2 separate regions of the Mus musculus genome follow, and region 2 is linked to region 1. The links are chromatin contacts, called in public Hi-C maps. All regions are on one chromosome and are shown on one strand. The core of a region is the stretch at or near the end of the contact, and the rest is flanking DNA. Distances in the headings are between cores, read along the strand shown.

Evidence for each region. Hi-C and Micro-C count contacts between places; a contact is called where the count stands out from the background.
Region 2: a contact with region 1 is called in a Hi-C map of myocytes, with 1.7 times the contacts expected there. The contact joins two enhancer-like sites. A contact is called at or near these places in 1 of 39 promoter capture datasets (pre-B cells), 3 of 484 Hi-C or Micro-C datasets (LSK cells, myocytes and nephron progenitors), 1 of 115 datasets of contacts at active chromatin or transcription factors (embryonic stem cells) and 3 of 9 other capture datasets (adipose tissue, liver and pancreatic islet).

What each region holds. Positions count from the first base shown.
Region 1 is chr2:65,438,505-65,444,100 of GRCm38.p6, reverse strand. No RefSeq gene overlaps it. Among named protein-coding and RNA genes, the nearest start is that of Gm34739, 26 kb to the right of the region's middle. Within about 2 kb of position 2,815, at least 59 of the 459 cell types and tissues checked have an H3K27ac peak or open chromatin away from gene starts, as enhancers often do. A contact at or near this core is called in myocytes, where this site is marked.
Region 2 is chr2:65,525,718-65,531,334 of GRCm38.p6, reverse strand. Scn3a (sodium channel, voltage-gated, type III, alpha) reads left to right here. Exons shown (of 27, transcript NM_001355167.1): 3 at 413-531; 4 at 1,856-1,945; 5 at 4,710-4,838; 6 at 5,549-5,617. Among named protein-coding and RNA genes, the nearest start is that of Gm34833, 25 kb to the left of the region's middle. Within about 2 kb of position 1,959, at least 17 of the 459 cell types and tissues checked have an H3K27ac peak or open chromatin away from gene starts, as enhancers often do. A contact at or near this core is called in myocytes, where this site is marked.

The DNA.
Region 1 (5,596 bases), core at 1,566-4,065:
TGAACAGCAGTGTGGAAGTATAAGCTGAATAAACCCTTTCCTCCCCAACTTGCTTTTTGGTCATGATGTTTGTGCAGGAATAGAAACCCTCACTAGGACAAGTGTCCTGTGCACCGTACGTTTAATTTTTCACTCCTATTTTATTTAAATCTGTGCCAGATATAGCCACCAAAAAATTTGTTTCATGAATTTAACCACTGATTTTTTTCTTTCAATATTTACCCCCATTTGAAATGTGAAATTAATTGTGCCACAAAATGGCGAGTACAGGAAGAGCCTTCAGCGGTATGTGCCACCTGAGGAAAGTGGTTAGTGTCTGAGTTGCAAAGGCAGCCAGCTGCACTTGCCACAGAACAGCATTTTACTTGAAAGCACTGACAGACAAGGCAGGCTTACTCAGACTCTGGAACTTGACAGGTGATGTCGTGAAAGTGAATGAAGCAAGGTGTCACTTCAAGGGGAAGAGATGACACTATTTTTTTTTTTTTAACTAATGATAAAACTCAAACCTTAAAGCAAAAATAAAAATTCTAGATGCTCGTATTTGCTTCCTTGAGCTTGACGGCTTCCCAGTCAACTTTTTTTTTCCTTCACAAATCCAGAGATGATACTGGCAAAGGTGGGTGTGGTATTGCATAGTAAAATGTATCATTCTTGGAAAATCTGAAGAAATCACTGAAACGGTCTGCCTGTTGACCAGTGCAAGACTGTATTTTTTTAGGAGAAAAAGAAATCCCCTGTGACTCATGAAGCTTTTCAGTTGCTGAGCAAAGGAAATGGGGCTGGAATATGCCTTTAACCACAGCATGTGGACAGCTGAAGCCGAACATCCTAAGTCAGTGCGAGTGTGAGCTAGATTGTAGGTTTAAGGCCAACAAGATGCCTCAAGAACAAATTGCAATTGTTTTTTCAATAGGTTGTACAGGTGATGGCGAAATCAAAGTTTGACAATGAAGACAGCTTTCAGTGAGCTCACACTTGCCACATCTTTGGGTAGCTACAAAGAAAAATATTGGCAGGTGTCCGGAAGACTATGAAATTTTCTCCCTCTTCTCCCCGTTCTTCGTAAGCTTCAACCAAATCAATATCTTGATAGAATAAAAGGAGATGCAGGAATGCAGCTCTTTCCTATTAAATCATGCACTGAAGAGATGATGTGAGAATGGGCAACAGCTTTTCTTAACACATTTTCTTTCTTTTAAAATGTGGGGTTCTTTGTTAGACACCTGCAACACTACCTAGTAGTTTTCTTATTTTAAATTAACTCGATAAATGTACTAATTTTAATTTTTCTGAGTTTTAATATCTGACCAAGCAAACAGCAATAAATGTAAACACAACCACACAGGAGTTCTTGAAATTTTATTTTTTAAAAATATAGCGGAATCCTGAAAAACCCTTTACAATTGCTGAGGAATAAAATATCAGTCTACATGGTCCATGTGCACAGACTTGATGTATATACTTTATGAGGTAAGATATCATATGGTCCACCAATGTACACATATACATAGACACATACATATATGTTTTATATTATACATATGTAATGTACAAGCATGTCAATAGCCAGAAGAAAACACACAAACAATCTTCTACGGACATCGTGAATGACATCACATGCATACTCAGTGTCCTGTGGCCCACTGGTTGTCTATTAGAGAAATTATTGCAATAATGCTTCTCTTCTCCCTTCAAAATTCATACATAAATGACAACCTCTTCATACCAAGTGTATAAAGACATCTTCATTTACATTGACAAAAGAAATATTCCCAGTATTACACCATGGAGTTATTTCCAAATGTTATCGCAGAATTGTTTTATTTTACAGTGTGTTCTGTATCCACTAAGCAAGAGAGCTAAATAATGAATCCCTGCTCTCACCTTGAGCGGACAGCGCTCAGAGCATTCCTGTTAGCTCCTGGCTGGAAAGTGGATTTAATTCCTTGAGGGGCACTTAATATTCTATAACAAGATCTGAGGAAATGTTACAATCATATTATTGCATGAGGACGTACAGTAAGTCTACAATTAGTAGGATACATGGGGAAACTCAAGACCGAAGCGGAGATCTGAGGGGAGGAAAGGCACTAATTTTCTATTATGCTTGAATTCATCTTTAGAAAATTTTCTAAACAATTTTTATCTGAAGCGTCCCTGGAACTGAGCCTTCATGTGAATGCTGTTGCTAACTACAATCTATTTTTAGCTAGAATTGCAGATAACCCCTTTGTTCTGTTTACAACCCACACACTCGGGAAACATTCCGTCTTTTCCTTGCACAAACATTTGTTGCTGCAGGGGTCAGGGAAGAGACTCACTTTGTGGTTACCAGAAGCAAAGCATGACTCACTTGGACAAGGCCCCGAATTTTATCAAGACAAGGTTGCCATGGCAAGGGACCCAGTGTCTAGCTGTGTGAATCTGAGAACACTCTTCACACTTGGAGTGTATACAGCTCCATCAATACAAACTGAGGGATTTTAGTTAAAGACGGCTAGCTCCCTTATCTGAGAATATACAAGAAATTCTCTCCAATCACATTTTTTTTTTCCTGGATGAATAAAGAGTATCAGCTTTTACCCCAGAGAATTTAAAGGGAAATAAACTTGATTGTGGAGGACCAGAAAAATGTTCAGAAGGAAACTGAACCAAAAGCACAGAATGTATACTTGTCATAAGAAGGAGGCTATGGTGCCATGTCGTTAGCCTCCTGAGTTCTCAGGCAACATCGGGGTTCACTCTTGCTCCTGTGCATCCTAAGGCTTTAGACAGCTGCAACGCCCACGCCCCCATGGGAACCCTGTGCAGCTCTGACAGCCCTCTGTGCTCAGCCTAACCATTCTTCCCACCACTGAGCCTTTTAGCAGCACTATCCTTTTGTCTTCTCCAGACACATTTCAGATTTACATGTTTCAGTACATGGTTACCATTCAAAGTTCTCGCTTCGTCTATTTTTTTTAACATGAGGGAACTTCCCAACCATATATTGTTTCGGATATGTCTTTTCTATCTCCCTCCACGTTCCCATATAATATTCTCATTGTATACCCATGCTTCATTTTCATACTTCCGCATATATCCTGGCCTGGCCATTTGCTCTTTTTTTTTTTTTTTTCTAATGAAGTAAGGTTGCAGTTCATTAAGAAGATGTTTTAATAGAATTTAAGAATTTGTGTTAAGGGAAACAGAGAGATGTGCTTAAGACTCCCCCACCCCCACCCCCCACCCCCCCACCCCCCCGCTGAGTGCGGTTGGGCAAGCCTTTAATCCCAGCACTCAGGAGGCAGAGGCAGGCAGATTTCTGAGTTCGAGGCCAGCCTGGTTTACAGAGTGAGTTCCAGGACAGCCAGGGCTACACAGAGAAACCCTGTCTCGGGGGGGAAAAAAAAAGATTTTTTTTCCTTAGCTGGGGTTTTCTTATTTTTTTTTCTTTGAATTTTGATAGTTTTTACTGCAACGTTCTCAAGCTCATGGAATCTGCAGCTCCATGCAGTCCACCAATATGCTCTCCAAAGGCTTTTACATTCGATAAGATGCCTCCCCCTCCCCCACACCAGTATCTTTTCTATTCTATTTCAAAAAGTCTATGTCTCTAATTACATTACCCTGGTGTCCTTCTGTGTGTCTATTTTTTCCAATAAAGCTGCTGGCATAAGTGTTCTTAGTTAAACTTACTACTATGATGATAGCGTAAGTGTTCTTAGAGTTACTAGTGCGATGATTGCATAGGTGTTCTTAGTTAAAGTTACTACTGTGATGATTGCATAGATGTACTTAGTTAAAGTTACTAGTGTGATGATGTCCTGCATATCTACCTCTGCTTCTTGGGCTGTTCCTTCGGTCTCTTCACACTGGGTTGATTATTTATTTTAATTTCCAGTACTTGACCTTGAAATTTTTTGTTGTTGTTGAAGGACAGACATAGTTGGCTGAATATGAGGACGGACAAACTGGCCTTCAGTAATGAACTAATGAGGCTGGGGGTGGGGTAGAGGCAAGAGGCATTTGGATTGTGGTCAACACCCTTCAGGCTCCAGTCATGCAGAATAGTGAGAAGAACACTGGTGTTGAATCAGGCCTCAGCCTTTCTGTAAGACCTATGTTTGCTTAGATTGTATACTTCATAATTTCCAATCTTCCCCCTCAGGTGGAACAGAGTGGTTCAAGGGGATGCAATCGGTAATTCCTTTTTCTATATGAAGACTTAAAGGTGGCTCAAGTTAGTTAAGCACTTCTGTTCTCCCCCATCCCACGCAAAAACAAAAAACAAACAAACAAAAACAACAACAACAACAAAAAACCAAACAAACAAAAAACAAACAAAAACCCCCAAAACAATAAACAACAAGCAAAACCAAACAAAACCTCCAGACAAAAATCTCTGAAGTAAGATGTAGAGTCCTGTGGGGTTTATGCCCAGTGGTGGAATAGCTGGATCCTGTGGTAGATCTCTTTCCAGCTTTTTGAGTTGCCCTCCACGCTGATTTCCATAGTAGCTGTGCCAGTCTGCACTCTCACCAGCAATGAGGGGAATGCTCCATTTTCCTCACAGCCACACTAGCAAATGCTAGCACACTGGTGTGTGTGTGTGTGTGTGTGTGTGTGTGTGTGTGTGTGTGTGTGTGTGTGTGCTTGTTTGTTTCTTATCCATTCTGATTGGGATAAGATGAAATCTCAAAGGCATTTCAAGCTGTATTTCCCAGATGGGTAAAGATGTTAGACATCTGAAATAATATTTCTCAGCCATTTGTCTTTTATCTTTTTGAGAATGCTCTGTTTAGTTCTGTGCCCTAGATTTTAAATTTGGGTTGTTTATTCTCTTGATCTTTTTGGTTTTTTTTGTAGGGTTTTGTTTTGTTTTGTTTTTCATATTCCAGACACAGAAACCTCTGTGAGATGTGTATCTGGTAAAGATTTCACTCCCGTGCAGTAGGCTACCCCTTCACTCAAATGATGGTGTCCTTTACTGTACAGATGCTTGTTATTTTCACGTGGTCAAATGTGTCATTGACTAGCATGAATGTCTGGGCTACCCGGGTCCTGTAGGGATGCTTGCTGTTTCCAGTTCATTTGCTGCTCCATTCACAATGGGAAGGAAATGGAGAAGTCTAGATGTCTGTCAGCTGATGGAATGGAATGAACATGTGGTACATTTACACAATGTCATCTTTTAGCTCCTTTTTTTAAAAAATGAAGTTCTCAGGTCAGTGAATGGATCCAAAAAATCCAAAACTGCTTGTTCTCTCCCCAAATGCAGAGAGTCACTGTGAATCATTAGATATGTGAGCTTCATTTGGGATACTCATTGGACACTGGTGAGGGCCCACTGTGGGAGAAAGAGACTCTGCCCATGGGAGAGAAAGAAAATACAGTGTGGTATAAAGGAGGAAAAAGAAAAATGAATAAAGAAGGATGAAATGGGGTGGGGCTGGGAGGCCAGGGTAAAGGAGGATAACTGACAGGTCCTTCAAAAATGCCATCTGATGTCACAGAAGACACAGCCCTGCAGGTAAGAGCACTGGCTCTCTTCCAGAGGCCTGGGTTAGATTCCCAGCACCCATATGGCAGGTAACTGGTTAATCTGAGACTT
Region 2 (5,617 bases), core at 710-3,209, 88 kb before region 1:
AATGATACTGATAAAAGATTATTTTAACACTTATATATACTGAATGATCTGAAAAGTTACCAAAGCTGGAGACAGATGGTAAGCCTCAAATAGAAATGAACCTTGTAAAGTTCTTTAATTTGAGTTTTGAAAATGTGTAAGACTATCAGTTTGTATGTATCAACACGTTTGGGGGCTAAGAGATAGATAAGGTAGCAGCCCAGTGGGCCTTTGTGTGTCTGTATGTGTAGGGGAGAAACGCTTAGTCTGTGTCTAGTAAACAAGATATTGGTTATGTTCCAACTGGCCTAAATGAACACATTTGTACAAAAAAAGTCAGGTAAAAGTTCTCGATGTGTGTTATAAATGCTTCAAATAAGCCTGCATGTCTAATTTGGTAATCTCTCTCTCTCTCTCATGTTTTCTTTTTCAGACTTTTGTAGTGTTGAATAAAGGGAAGGCAATTTTTCGATTCAGTGCCACCTCCGCCTTGTATATTTTAACTCCACTAAACCCCGTTAGGAAAATTGCTATTAAGATTTTGGTACACTCATATCCTTTTCATGTGAAAGTGCCATTTCTAACAGTTGGTTTTCAATGAAATGCCCTTCTCATGCTTTTTATATTTATAAAATTTCTTTACAGCAAATGGTAACACTGTTAGTTTAAGCTATTGATTTCCATTGGCCTTCTGCTGTTTATGAAGTATACAGAGTTTACCATAAAATTATTAGTTCTAGAAGCAAATATGAAATATGTTAGCAAGTTTGTCAATGAACTAACCATACTATAATGACAGAAATAAGAGCAAATCCTCTTTCCATTTCTCATCCTCAATGAAATAATTTACTATTGCTGAAGAAGTCTAGCCTACTACAGTTATTATAGTGTGTTATGCTATATGGTATATATAGTCGGTGTCACTATATGTACTACCAAATACTCCGACACTCATACCTTAATTGGCTATCCATCCTCGGCAAATTTACTCCCCTTTTTCCTCCTCCTCCTCTCCCACCTTCCCCCATGTCCTCCATTTTTTTCTTGTTCTCTTCCCTCTTTTCTTTTTTCCTCCTGGAAACATTCACAAAACAGCTATGTGTCTCTGTACTTGGATAATAATATATCAAAAAGTCAACAACCTTAAAATTCTTTATGGGTCTGTGATGTGACTCAGTGGTACAAAACTAGCCCAGCATGTTCAAGGGGACAAGTTTTGTTCCCAGTATGGCATATACAGGTGCAAACTATCATAGTACAACATTCATGTTATGGGAAGAATAAGCATAGATTGCAGTAGACCCTGGAGTAATGACAAAATACCTTTAAAATAGTGTTCAGTAGTACACATTTTCTATAGTCTACCTTACAGGCTTATATAAAGTAAAATACATTATCTTGTGGACACAGGAAACAGGAGATAATTCTTTGAAATCCATATGAACTCTCTCATTCTCAGGCTTGATATTAGAAGGTGTTTATATTTTAAAATAAAAGTATTTGTCACATGAACTTCTGTGCAGTGAAATCTGTATTGAAACATCAAAAACAATATCCCTACCAGAACAGCTAATGATACTACCTTGTTAGCGCAAAACATCCCCTTCAGAGAGTGCTATAAACCATCAAGAACTGAGTGACATCACTGTGAGGCTGCTTTCTGTATCTATTTACAAGAGAATTCCTAAGCAGTTCCTAATCTTTTAGAGAGAATACTGGGCCTTAAGGGAGGCTTTGAATTTTCTTATTAACCATGGTCTGAACCCAGCCACGTAAGATTAATTTCACAGTTAAATTGTGCTTCTGAATCTTTTGTGTTGGATAGTTCTTAGGCGTCTAAAAATGAATTGACATTTATTCCTTAACTACAACCTACTTTATTCAGCATGCTTATCATGTGCACTATTTTGACCAACTGTGTATTTATGACATTGAGCAATCCTCCTGACTGGACGAAGAATGTAGAGTAAGTAGGAATACGTTCTTGGAATGAAACACACACCCTCAGATTCTCTGGCAATCTGTTTGTGGTAACGGTCTGACTTGTGGCTTCCTTTTTTTTTTTTTTTTTTTTTTTTGAAGTCACGCTAAAGACTTCTGTCTTTATTCTGTAGTTCTGAGAATGGCATGAAAGCAAACAACATCAATTTTATTTTCAGCACTTTCAGAGATTGCCATAAAGATCATAAAGATTTTCTGTCCCACTGGAAGCCACCCTTTGCCAACAACATCGCTTAGAATATTTGAAAATACTTTCTACCAGATGTTATTGTCATAGTGAATCCTGTTCTTGGATTGAGGCAGCTCTTTCAGCTGAAATACCAGGTGCCATTCATGACTTACAGTTAACAAAATTGAAACACCTATAAATGTTGACTCTTTATGAACTTTTTCAATAAGACTAAATGAGGCATTTGGGCACCTATAAATTTCATTTAATTTTAATAACATAATATGAAAAGCTAGGTAAATGGGATATTTGAATATGAATCTTTTTATTTTATTTTAGTGTGTGTGTGTGAATGTTTTGCCTACATGTATGTCTATACAACATGCAGTGCTCACAGAGGCTAAAAGAGGATGTTAAGTACCCTGGACTGGAGTACAGAATGCAGTCTGGGTCCCTTGAGAGACCAGCCATCTGTTTAGTCCTGAAAGTCTTTTTTTTTTTTTAAGGGAAAAGTGGTATCTTTGAGATATTACACACACTATTAAAACAGTTTGAGTGTTACAAGAGTTTTTAGCTTGCACATTTCAGTAAGTGTCTTAGTCAAGGTTTCTATTTCTGCACAAACATCATGACCAAGAAGCAAGTTGGGGAGGAAAGGGTTTATTCAGCTTACACTTCCACACTGCTGTTCATCACCAAGGAAGTCAGGACTGGAACTCAAGCAGGTCAGGAAGCAGGAGCTGATGCAGAGGGGTGTTTCTTACTGGCTTGCTTCCCCTGGCTTGCTCAGCCTGTTCTCTTATAGAACTAAGACTACCAGCCCAAGGATGGCATCACCCACAAGGGGGCCTTTCCACCTTGATCACTAATTGAGAAAATGCCCCACAGCTGGATCTCATGGAGGCACTTCCCCAGCTGAAGCTCCTGTCTCTGTGATAACCCCAGCCGTGTCACGTTGACACACAACCACCCAGTACAGTAAAGTAGCTGTACAACTTTTCTAACCAGCAACATTTGGTAGGTTTTTTTTTTTACATTGTAGTAGGAGACAAGCACCATCATGGTTGTCACTGCAAATAAATAAATTAAATTTAACAAGAGAAGCCAAACAAACAAATCACCATGGAATCTAAGAAAAAGAGACGACTGTAGGGTAACTCAGCTCTAAGATGAAAACAGGTCACTTCACATAGTTCACAGACATCCAAACTGAAATACAAGCACACGCAAGCCTCACGTGGTAAGATGCTTCTCTTCTTAAGGCTCAGCTACTTCCTAAGTATTGGTTGTACTTTCTGCCCCTGTAACCTATGGAGCTGGGTGAGGGTGGGGGGTGCAGAGAGACTATGCTTGAGAAAGTAAATACACTGATTTCTGTAACTACTTCTTCTTTCCTCCTTATAAGGGAACGTCGCACACAAAAGCATTTCACACACACTGATCTTAACACTTCACACATACAAAGCAATGATAGACTATAAAACACAATGAGTTGCCATAAGACAATCAAATGTTTCTATGGCTTAGATGACATACGCTGAAAAATAAACTCAAATTGTGCTTTTAAAGGATGTAGTGTTTAAAAACAAGTACTCTCTGCTATTTCTGGAAGGAACAGAAATAACTTAAGCTGTCATCACTCAGAGAAATGGGCTAGAACGCACAACGATAGACCACAAACTCAAAAGCTCTTTGCCCCCTTGAAGGCTAAAGTTGGATTTCAACCAAATTTAAATACAAAATTAAATTGAAGAATTTAGTGTATCTGTAATATGAGGATTGCAGGCAAATATGGACCTGAGATCCTTAAAAACTGATATATTTTATGTGATCATAAACGTATATGTGAAGGAGACACAGAGACAGATAGGAGGCACTTTTATAATTCTGTGCCTGACTCTTAAGAATAAGAAATAAAATTGATTCCCAATCCACTATAATAGTCTTAAATGAGCTTAGCCTTTGAAAACCTGAATAGGAATAATTAAATACAAATAAGTAAACGCACATTATGTGGCCTCTCAAAGAAGACACCAACTATGTGGTTACTGAAAGTTAAAACTTGGCTAATTCTATTTTATTGGCTACTAGCAGTGAGAACTCTGCCCTTATGGGCACAAAATATGGGAAACTATTCTTCTTTTTAGGTACATCTTTATTAATTCTTTGAGAATTTCACAGAGTGTATTTTGGTCACATCTACTCTCCCCAACAACTCCAAGAATCTATTGTTCTAAAATGTAAGCAGTTTTACAACAGTTTTGAAGAACACATGTATGACAAATGTATTATTTTCTCTTGTTTAATACTTCACTCACACTAATAAGAATAATCAAAGACTCTTAGGTAAGTACTAATACTTACAAAATTTACTGCATTGTGTAAAGCTAAAAAAACAAAAAAACAAAAAAACAAAAACAAAAACAAAAACCCTCAAAAACCAAAAACCAGAACAACAGCATTAACAACAACAAAAAGAGCTAGCGTTTGCCATGCTCACAAAATCAGCTCTTTAACCTCTTGTCTCTAGTTGCTAACTTGGCTTGGGAACTTTGCCTAGGTACACATTCACTGGGATCTATACCTTTGAGTCACTTATAAAGATCTTGGCCAGAGGATTCTGCTTAGAAGATTTCACATTTCTTCGTGACCCATGGAACTGGCTGGATTTCAGTGTCATCGTGATGGCGTGAGTAAAAATTTTTTTTTAAAGTCTGGAAAATTCAAAGGAATAAAAAAATTTACTGTATAAATCAATTTAAGACATGTTTTGAATACAGAGCTTTCTTGTTAATCAGGTCAACTCTATGCCATACACAGTATGATAATATGAATTAGACTATTAAAAGATAGATATATCTAGCAAATCAGCAACATATGGAATTATTTTATTGTCCCTTAGTCTTTGAGCAATAAATGGAGTTACTTTATAGTCCACCATCTTTTTCTTCATCAAAATCAAGTTACTTATTAACTACAATTTAATAGAAACTATGGTGCCATGATACATTTTGCAAACAATCACTGCGTAAATGAAAATTACATTGAAATACAGCTCTATTTTTTTTTTCCCTTAAAGGCAACTTTCATCCTTTGGCATCCTGAGCTTTAAATCAATTTGTTTATGTATCTCAAGGGGCTTTTGATGCCAATCCAGCATTAGTCACTTAAAATGAACTTTGCCAAAACTATCAGTAACTCTGATTTAATCCTACAGGTATGTAACAGAATTTGTAAGCCTAGGCAATGTTTCAGCTCTTCGAACTTTCAGAGTCTTGCGAGCTCTGAAAACTATTTCTGTAATTCCAGGTAAGAAGAAAACGGTGTAAGGTGGTAGGCCCTTATATCTCCAACTTTTCTTGTGTGTTATTGTGTTTGTGTGTGAACTCCCTATTACAGATATGTGACAGAGTTTGTGGACCTGGGCAATGTCTCAGCGCTGAGAACGTTCAGAGTTCTCCGAGCATT